Regions from separate parts of the Mus musculus genome. Here region 1 is linked to region 2. A link is a contact called in public targeted proximity ligation data. All regions are on one chromosome and are shown on one strand. The core of a region is the stretch at or near the end of the contact, and the rest is flanking DNA. Distances in the headings are between cores, read along the strand shown. Region 1 has its middle 26 kb from the start of Gm32027. Region 2 has its middle 2.6 kb from the start of Gm32081.

Evidence for each region.
Region 1: a targeted proximity ligation map of trophoblast stem cells shows a contact between it and region 2, with 32 read pairs. A contact is called at or near these places in 8 of 484 Hi-C or Micro-C datasets (CD4 T cells, CD8 T cells, LSK cells and 4 more) and 5 of 130 datasets of targeted methods (the NIH/3T3 cell line, differentiating embryonic stem cells, extraembryonic endoderm stem cells and 2 more).

Annotation. Positions count from the first base shown.
Region 1 is chr19:36,287,472-36,292,216 of GRCm38.p6, forward strand. No RefSeq gene overlaps it. Among named protein-coding and RNA genes, the nearest start is that of Gm32027, 26 kb to the left of the region's middle.
Region 2 is chr19:36,179,784-36,184,197 of GRCm38.p6, forward strand. No RefSeq gene overlaps it. Among named protein-coding and RNA genes, the nearest start is that of Gm32081, 2.6 kb to the right of the region's middle.

The DNA.
Region 1 (4,745 bases), core at 2,235-4,734, 110 kb after region 2:
CTAGGACCCAGGCTAACCTTGGCAATCATTCAAAGTAACCCTTGAGCCAAATTTCAAACACTAGACAGTAGTACAGGAGCAAAATATAATCTTCACGGGGGCTACAGAGATGACTTAGAGGTTAAGAGTTTTTGCTTCCTTCAAAGAGGACCCAAGTTCAGTTCACAGCACCCACACCAGGTATCTTACAACTGTGTGCAACTACAGTTTTAGGGGAATCTGAAATCTTCTGGCTTCTGCCAGCATGTATGGTGCACATAAACTCAGGCAAGAACACACATACACATATGCGTATGCATACGCATATACATACGCATACACAAATATAAATAAATCTTTAAAAAGTAATAAAAATTATTTCACCCTTTAAAAATCTTCAAGATAATACGATTAAAGATCTTTCAGCCAACCTATGGCTATCAAGGATCAGAGCTAGAATCTGACCCATGCTTTTATTACACAGTGTCCCTAGTACCTTTTCTTTAGAAATGCCATAAAATGTACCCAGCTGCCACATGCACACCTGCCTCTTCTCTTCCCTGTCTCCAGGCTAGCCCTTAGAAGCAAATTTTTAGACCTACTGATTAAAATATTTGGCTTGTACCTAAGGCACCTGTTGTTTTTTTAATCATTTTTATGTAGGAAGAATCAAGAGACCTAGCTGAAATCATCTAGTTTCTTTGGCCTCTGCTCATATATTCTATTCCCCCCCAAACTATCTTTACTTTGCTGTTGGTCCCTTTGAGATCTATCCCTCATAATTAGTGTGGAGTAGCCCTGGAAAGTGCCACCTGCACCAGGAGGCAGAGGGTGAAAATTGTCTCTTTCATCCATCCTGTGAAGCCTCAGTCTCTTCTTACTGAGGGCATGGGTAAAGTGAAGTCTCTAAGGGTAACCATGGAGACTGAAAGCACTGGCATATTTGAAAGAACATGTAAGTTCAACATTATCTATTACAATTTTGTGACATTATTCCAGTTAAGCCATTGCACCCCTTGGAGCCATTGGGGATTCATGTATGAACCTCAAATCAATATGAGTCTTCTCCCTCAATCCTGTCTGAGCTGGAGTGTCATAATTCCCAACTTATATAGAAATATATGTATTTATATATGCACTATATAATGTATTTATAAATGCATACATATATGCATAGATATACACATATATACATATATATTTGCAGGTCTCTTGAAAGATGACAAATGGGACTTAGAAACAGCAACGGCAGCATATATGTGTGATTACATCATGGACTTCGGTACAGATGGCCTGAGTTACTATCCTGGATCTCTGATTTACTAATGATGAGCCCTAAAGTAGGCTACTGAGGGCATCTCTATACCTCAGCATCTAGCTGTAAAATGAAGGTAATAGTGGTATCTATTTCTTAGGACCAGAAACCACAAGAGGTGGAACAGCTCGGAGACAAAGAGTACTCGCTGCCTTGCTTCTTAGAGATGTGTTCTTGTGTGTTGACATCAGCGGCAGAATTTAGATGCAGTACCCATGTCTCCATCCATTCTCTTCCATGCCATCCTGATGGCCATTCTCATTTTGTCCCAGTACAGTATTCCAATGCTGCTGAGCCTTAAGAGCTCACCTCCTACTCTAACTGAGACCTAGAGGATCAGAACCAAAGGTATTATAGGCATAAAGAATGCCTGGGACACAGTGCTGGGCTGGATTTTGTGTGTGTGTTTTGTTTTGTCTCTTTGAAACCAGATTTCTCTGTGTAGCCCTGGCTGTCCTGGAAATTGCTCTGTAGATCAGGCTGGCCTTGAGCTCAAGGATAATCTGCCTGCCTCTGCCTCCTGGGTGCTGGGATTTAAGTCAGCACCATCAACACCCAGGACACGTTTCTTATTACCACAGCACCCAGCGCCTTAGCAAAGCACTTCCTGAACCTGTTAACAGCCAAGTCTCTAATGCCCCTCATCAGCTGCCCAGGGCTGTCACCTTTTTCTCCCCTTAACATTTTTCTTCCACTTAGTACCTTCTATCTTTCATCCAGGGATCTTCTTCGCATCCCCCAACCCCATGGTCATAGCCTCCTCAGCATGTAATGTAGTAAAACCTTTTCTCAGCTTCTGTTTCTTCAGTCTGGCACCCTGAATCTTTAGGGTTACCAACATAACAGAGGTTCCCGCAAGTTTAGGGAGGCACAAGGTGCCAGAATGTTTTTGTCTCTGGCACACAGGTGTGTGTGTGTGTGTGTGTGTGTGTGTGTGTGTGTGTGTGTATGTGTGTGTGTGTGTGCGTGTGTGTGTTTGTGTATAATATACATCGATTTACATATATGAATATATATAACTATATATACTTATATTCTTGTATGTATAAATATATAGTAAATACATGGATGGATGAAAGCGATAACCTTCATCTCATATATATGTGTGTGTATATATATATGTATATGTATGTGTGTGTGTGTGTGTGTGTGTGTTTATTATACTTGGCACTTTGTGGGTACTCAATTAAAAGTTTCCATTTCACTTTGATGGCAATTATAGAGTAAGGGAAAAGCAGTCAATTTACAATTTTATAGAGAGTCTCGGTACTACTGAGTTTTTCTCATTCGCAATATGCTTGCTCCTATCTCTAATGCCTCTGACCCTGAAACAAGTTTCATAGACAGATCCACAGGTTGGGCTTTATGACCTCTAAGGCCTGGAGTTGTGCTGCTCAACGTGGGAAATACTAGCCATTTGAGCCTATTAGAATTAAATTTTAATAAAATAAAATCTACAATGGCCACTACTTCAGGCAGTACTAACAAGGAATGCTTCCAACACAGCAGGAAGTTCTGTTGGACAGCTCCAGTCATCACAGAGGGAAAAATGCTATAGTGTGAATAAAAAGAAATTCTCCCAAGGTCAAGGCTTTAAAGCAGTGGTTCTCGACCTTTCTATTGCCATAACTCTTTAATACAGTTCCTGGTGTAGTGGTGAACCCCACCACACCCCCCCACCCACCCATAAAACTACTCCGTTGCTTCTTCATAACTTTGCTACTATTACAATATAAACATCTGACACGCAGGATATCAGATATGTGATCCCTATAGGGTCGTGACCCACACATTGAGAACCACTGCTTTAAAGGCTCAGCCCCCTACAGGTGGTATTACTGGGGGTGTTGGTGAGTGGTGGAAGAATTGGGAGGTTCATAGAGCATTGGACACATGATCTCTAAAGGGATTGTAGAACTTCCACCTCTCTCTCTCTCTCTCCCTCTCTCTCTCTCTCTCTCTCTCTCTCTCTCTCTCTCTCTCCTCCTTCCTCTTTCCTTTCTACCCTTTTCTCTTCTATTATCGCCTCAAGATCTCACAGCTCACTCTGACATGCACTTCTGCCAAGACACACTGCCCTCACCAGAGGTCATAAACGAATGGGCTGCCTAATCTTGCACTAGTACTAACAGAGACAGGACACAAAATAAACCTTTTACTGCCTAAGTGGCCTGCCTCCCGTCTTTTATTGTACTGATGCAAAGCTGACTAATACACAGAGAATGTCTTAGGAAACTTCACTGCAGCCTTCCTGAGCTTAGTCATCGTGGAAACCAAGCACCCAGATGTTCAAGCCCTTTGGAACTGGATGATAAGGCAGAGATAAGGATGGCAGACAGGATCATAGGAAAGACAATGGGGACAGATATGGGTCCCCTTATGTAAACCTGCAGGCTCTAGTCTACTTAAGATCAACATGGCTCTGACAAAGACAAGGCAGAAGCCTTCTGAAAGACTCCAGCTTTGGGCGTGAGAAAGAAACGGTTTGGAAAAAGAGTCTGAGGTGATTTATTGCATCTAAGCATGAAATGAGAATGGGACTTGATTATCTGGATTATTTCTAAGAGGAAAATGTCTGACAATGTAACCGGGAAGGCAGCTTACAGAAGCTCCTCTTGTGCGGCCTCAGACCCTCTCTTTTTCCTGACCCGTTTCCCGGTGCTTCACAGAACCAGAAGTAGAACCCATTGGCTGTAGAATGGTGATATTTTATTTAACGAGAAACCATAAAATTATGAATATGAATAAACAAAAATATGAGAATTTAGCCTACAGATTCTTGGAATCTTAGTAACATCTCAGTCTATTCTTCTGTGACCTCTGAGGGATCTTTTTGGGCCATTTACCAGAAATGACTAGAAAGAAATGCTTCCCGATAGATAGCAGCTTGATTGTCTCCCACCACGAACATTCCAGTTCTTAGGAATAGCAGACATCTGCAGGAACTGTGTGAGGAGAATCTCTAGAACTCGACTTTCTTAGTTTCATGGCAAATCCACCTTTGATCACAAACTATGGGTGGGGTTGGAGGGTGACCCCAGACACTCTGGGCTTCTATATCTTTTTCCTTCTAGAAATGAAAATGACTTCACAAAGGTAAAGGTCTTCTCCCACCATTCCTTATCAGTTAACCTTAGGAATCAAATTATAAGGCTCCCCAGCCCTTGCTTGAGCCCAGAAACTATTTTGCCTGGTGGGGAGTAGTATCTGCATGGCTATAACCCCTGTACTGGGCGATTTTGTGTCAACTTGACACAGCTGGAAGGAGATTCAGCTGGGAAATGCCTCCATGAGATCCAGCTGTAAGGCATTTTCTCAATTAGTGATCAAGGGGGAAAGACCCATTGTGGGTGGTGCCATCCTTGGGCTGGTAGTTTTGGGTTCAATAGGAGAACAAGCTGAGCAAGCCAGGGGAAGCATGCCAGTGAGTAACATTCCTCCACGGCCTCTG
Region 2 (4,414 bases), core at 753-3,252:
CCTTTCCTAAATGTATTTACTTTCAGTTCATTTTCCTGCCACAGGCAGAGGGCCCTTCACTAAGGCTTGGGGTTTGATTAGGTCTCCTATGCAAGCCTTAGAGTTTAGTGCCTTACTGGGCTATGGGACTGCCCACACGCACACATTCATTGGTAAACTTAAAGATACTCTCAGTGATGAAAAACTGGGTGGCATGCTGTTTAAGAGCCTAAATTCTGCAGTCAAAGACTGATGAGTTTAAAAAAAAAATCAAAACTGTTTCCATCATTTACGCTTCATATGACCTTGGGAAATGTTCTAAATGGTCTGTCCCATGGATTGCTTAGGCTAACCCAAGAAAAGTAAGTTACTCTTCACAGGGAGGTTGTGAAATGCTTTGAGGACCAGCCACAGCTATTGTCGCCAGCCTGAGAGCTCAATGAAGTGGGTTCTTGGATGAGTCCTCTTGAGTCTTCAGCACAGCCTCTGCTCTTGCTGGAGGCTCAGAAAGGAAGGTCTAGCCAAAGAGAGGCTCCATACCTGTCTAGACTCCTGGCCCGCTGTAGCCTGAAGCAGCCCCTAGAGAGGCTATTGATTCATAGCAAGTTTGGCAAAAATGGGATGCTGAAAGGAGAGACCTTCCCTCGGTGATGTGAGCACCAGGACTCTGTGCCTGAGTCTGTGTAGTAGCCAGGAGGGACAGACAGCTCGGGAAGCTAGAGCTAAAGACTGAGCTTTGAGCCTCAGGCTGGTGGCACTGCTGAGAGAGACAGCTGGTGCGGTTCTCGCTCAAGCTGCTCACCTGCTGTCGGTCCAGTGCAGTGGGAAGAGCTCAGGGAAGCCCCCTTCAGCTCTCCGCACTCACTGGAAAGGCCATTGTGCTCCCTGGAGAGGGGGTGAACTGTGGTGAGCCCCAGGTTCCCCACTCTGGGTCGGAGGGACACTCATTCCCCAGCTGTGGCTCCTTCCGGGATGGGTCCTCATCAGAATCACCTGATGGTCATGGTCTGTTCCAGGACAATCTAATCAGGGTGAGCAACTAGGACAGTCTGACGCCAGAACCCAGGGAAACAGCTCAGGTTCCCGCGGAGAAGGCTGCCAGGTTATGTGTCTCCCTCCTACCAGAGCCTGCCTCCTCTTTCTTCCTCACCTAGCCAAGGATCTCAAGAGGGAGAGAGATTCCCTCCTCCCTTACCCCACCCTCAGTGAGTTGCCCAAGAGACACCTTCCCCAGAGGACAGGCGTCTCATCTGGCCTGAATGGTCCCTACTTTCCCTTTCCCAGGGGGTCGTCTGGGGTCACTTGACCTGACTTTGGCAACATCTGCAGGGAACTGGACACAGGATGGCCCAGCACTGTCTCTTCTGCTTTGGTGGCAGTTTGAGTCAAGTAACCCACACACAGCAAAGAGGAGACTTGCTCCCATGAAAATGTGTGTGTGTGTGTGTGTAGGGGGGCAACCCCACTTTACTTACTCTCTGAGGTTTGGCATCCATTTGTGCTTTTATCCTGCTGTGATTGTATAATAAAGCTTACCTTATCCCGTCCTGTCTAAATGCATACATATTCACTTAGAGAGTTTTCAAGATCCAGTGTGAAGCAATAAAAGGTTCTATAAGTCTAGAATATGACTTACTTTTCATCTATGTGTGCTTAATGTAACTTGTAGGAAAACACAATACAGTTAACCCAAATCAGTAATGAATCTTTTTTATCATGTGTGTGAGTTTTATTTATTCTCCATGACAAGATTTTTCTATAAATCCTACTTTGACTTTACAAAGCCTCAAGTTAAATAAACCATTCAACAAATAAATCAACAGAACTGGAAACAACTGAGAGTTGTGGCCAATATTCTGTTGCCCAGAATGGAGAACTTTCAATAAACACAAACATTAATAAACATATACATACACTGATCCACCCTTCTAGTAAAGTAACTATCTGTGACATGAGCCACATGGTCGGACTTTAGCTGCAGGGTAAGGACTAGAAACCTTGGGAGATGATTAGTCAGTGGGAGGGGCTGACCTGTGCTCCAGACTGACAAAGGGATGTAGCATGTCAGACTTGCCAGGTACACTGGAGGACTGTGGGAGAGAGAACTTAGCATGGCTGGGAGGGCTGGGGAAGCCGCAGAGGTGATCCCTAAACTGCAATTGGAAGGGGCATCTGAGGGAGGGGCAGCCTAGGAAGGAACTTCAGAAGCAACAGGACACATTTGCAGGGTTACTAACAGGTGACTTGTGGGCAGGACAGGAGCCCTAGTCTAAGGCAGAGCTGGGGTTGAAGAGAAGGCAGCAGGCTGACCCTGGGCTCTCTGGGTGATGCTGTGGAATTTGGAATCTTTGTTGATTTTTTTCCACTTGCTTTATTTCTTCTGATCAAACAGAACCTGGTGGCTCTGAGCCCCGGCTACCACTCACAGGCATCTAGCCCCAAGCATCCCCAGGAGACGCTAAGGGTCCCTAGATGATTATTATCACATGCATATTACTAAGCTGACTGACTCTTCCAGTGTGTCCAAGGATTCTATTATATCACTAATGGTTCCAGAACCAGGACAATCTGTCATCCTAACCAAGCTAGGGTGGCCCTCCTGATGTGCCCAGGGAAATAGGGCTCGCCTGCTCATGAGTTGGATTCTTCCTAAAGGTTCCTCCATAAACCACAAATAACCAGCTCCCTACCTCAGCAAAATACCCACTACAGCTCTCGATGACCAAGGTCTGCGGAGTGGCAACTACCTTTCCCCCCTACCAATGAGCAGCAGGACAGTCACCCCTCCCTGCCATGCCACCTTCTGAGGTGCCCACAGCCCCACAGAGATGAGCCAAGCCTCGGTGTAAGAAAGGTTTGTGAGCGAGTGCTTCTAATTCCAGGGAGCAGTCACCTCGAGGGCAGGCCTGCCAGAGCCTTCTGGTGCTCCTGGCCTCGGGGCTGGCTCCAGGTAAGAGAGTCCAGCACACACCCACAGCCAGGACATTTGGGCCAACTGTCAAATGGCTTTCAAAGTCTCAGGCCTGCTTGCTTCCCAGAGAGGCAAACACCACTGCTGCCATTCAAGATTTAGTCCTTCACTTCCTTGGTGGTAGGTTTTATTTAGAAGGGCTTAACAGTGGAAGTGTTTGAGGACTTCGGAAAGACTGTTTAAAGGAAGAGACCGTTGGGACACGTCATCCCATCACACACAAGCACACATCTGCATGCCCCTCCCCTTCTATTTCCCCTTGAATTCGGGCTACAGTATGGATTTGATGGTTGGCACCCCAGCAACTGTCCCGTGACCTTGAGAAGAAACTATTCATTAAGACTATTTAGCCTAAAAGACAGATGAAAGCCTGAGTCTTTGGGGGACCAACAAGTTACCTTAATAGTCTGTGACTGGCCATTTCTAGCCTTTCTTTTAGAAGGAGAGGTAAATCTTGTGTGCATAAGATACTGTTACTGAGGTCTCACCTAATCCTGTGTAATTGGCCCTTCTTAAAATGACTGACAGGGAATTTATGTCTTAGGGACTAGTCCCAAACCCTACCACAAGGGGGTAGCCTTGTCCCATAGGCCTCCATATAACACCAGCACCAGCGATCAGTGTGGATGAGTTATATCTCAGACCACAGTTGGCTGCTATGGCCCAGGCTGGCTGATCTAGGCTGAAGTCTATCTCATCGGTTAACCCAGATCTCTAGCTACTGTATGTGATTTCCCAAGGAAAGAAAACATGTGGGGAGGCAGTCCTGATGCAGCCAACCCTTTCTAAACAGAGCAAAGAAGCTCTGTTCTAAATCACCTTCAAGTTAGTGGTACGTGCTGACTTCTCGGTTCTGTTTTTGCTCCTTTCAAGGTCTTTCAGGAGGGTTCTGTTTTTGTTTCTTTCTGTGGATTCCTGTTAAGACACCTGTGCGGCAGCTCTGATGGCAATTCTTCCCTGAAATGGCTGTCCAAAGCTCTGCTCCCTGCCTGTTGCATGTCATCCATCGACTCTTGTTCCAGCTACATCTCAAAACTCAAAACTCCCCAGGTAGAAAGTTCCAGTGACTACAGGCCTGAAGCTGGAGGAATGGTGGTTCATCCGGGTCTCAGGCTGAGAGCATATTGCCGTCATCAGGAAAGAACAATGCTATGAGACTCACTGTGAGCTGACGCACTAAGGCGTTTGTACTCTGCTGACAGTGTCAGGGCCCATGGCTGTGGATATGACTCCTCTTGGCCTGCCTCCAGTTCACAGGCTAGCGCTATACAGCTGAGGCTCGAGGATAGATAGAAAGCTAGCCCCCACATCTTCTCACCTGGCTTTCCTTCCTAGATGGCTGCATCTGGTATGAACAAATCTGGTACCTGGAGATAGCCTAGCCAAAGTTGAAGGATCATCCATCCCTCTGAGACATATAGGAAGTTCCCACCTATGAGAGAATCCCAACGAAGGAGAAAAGAT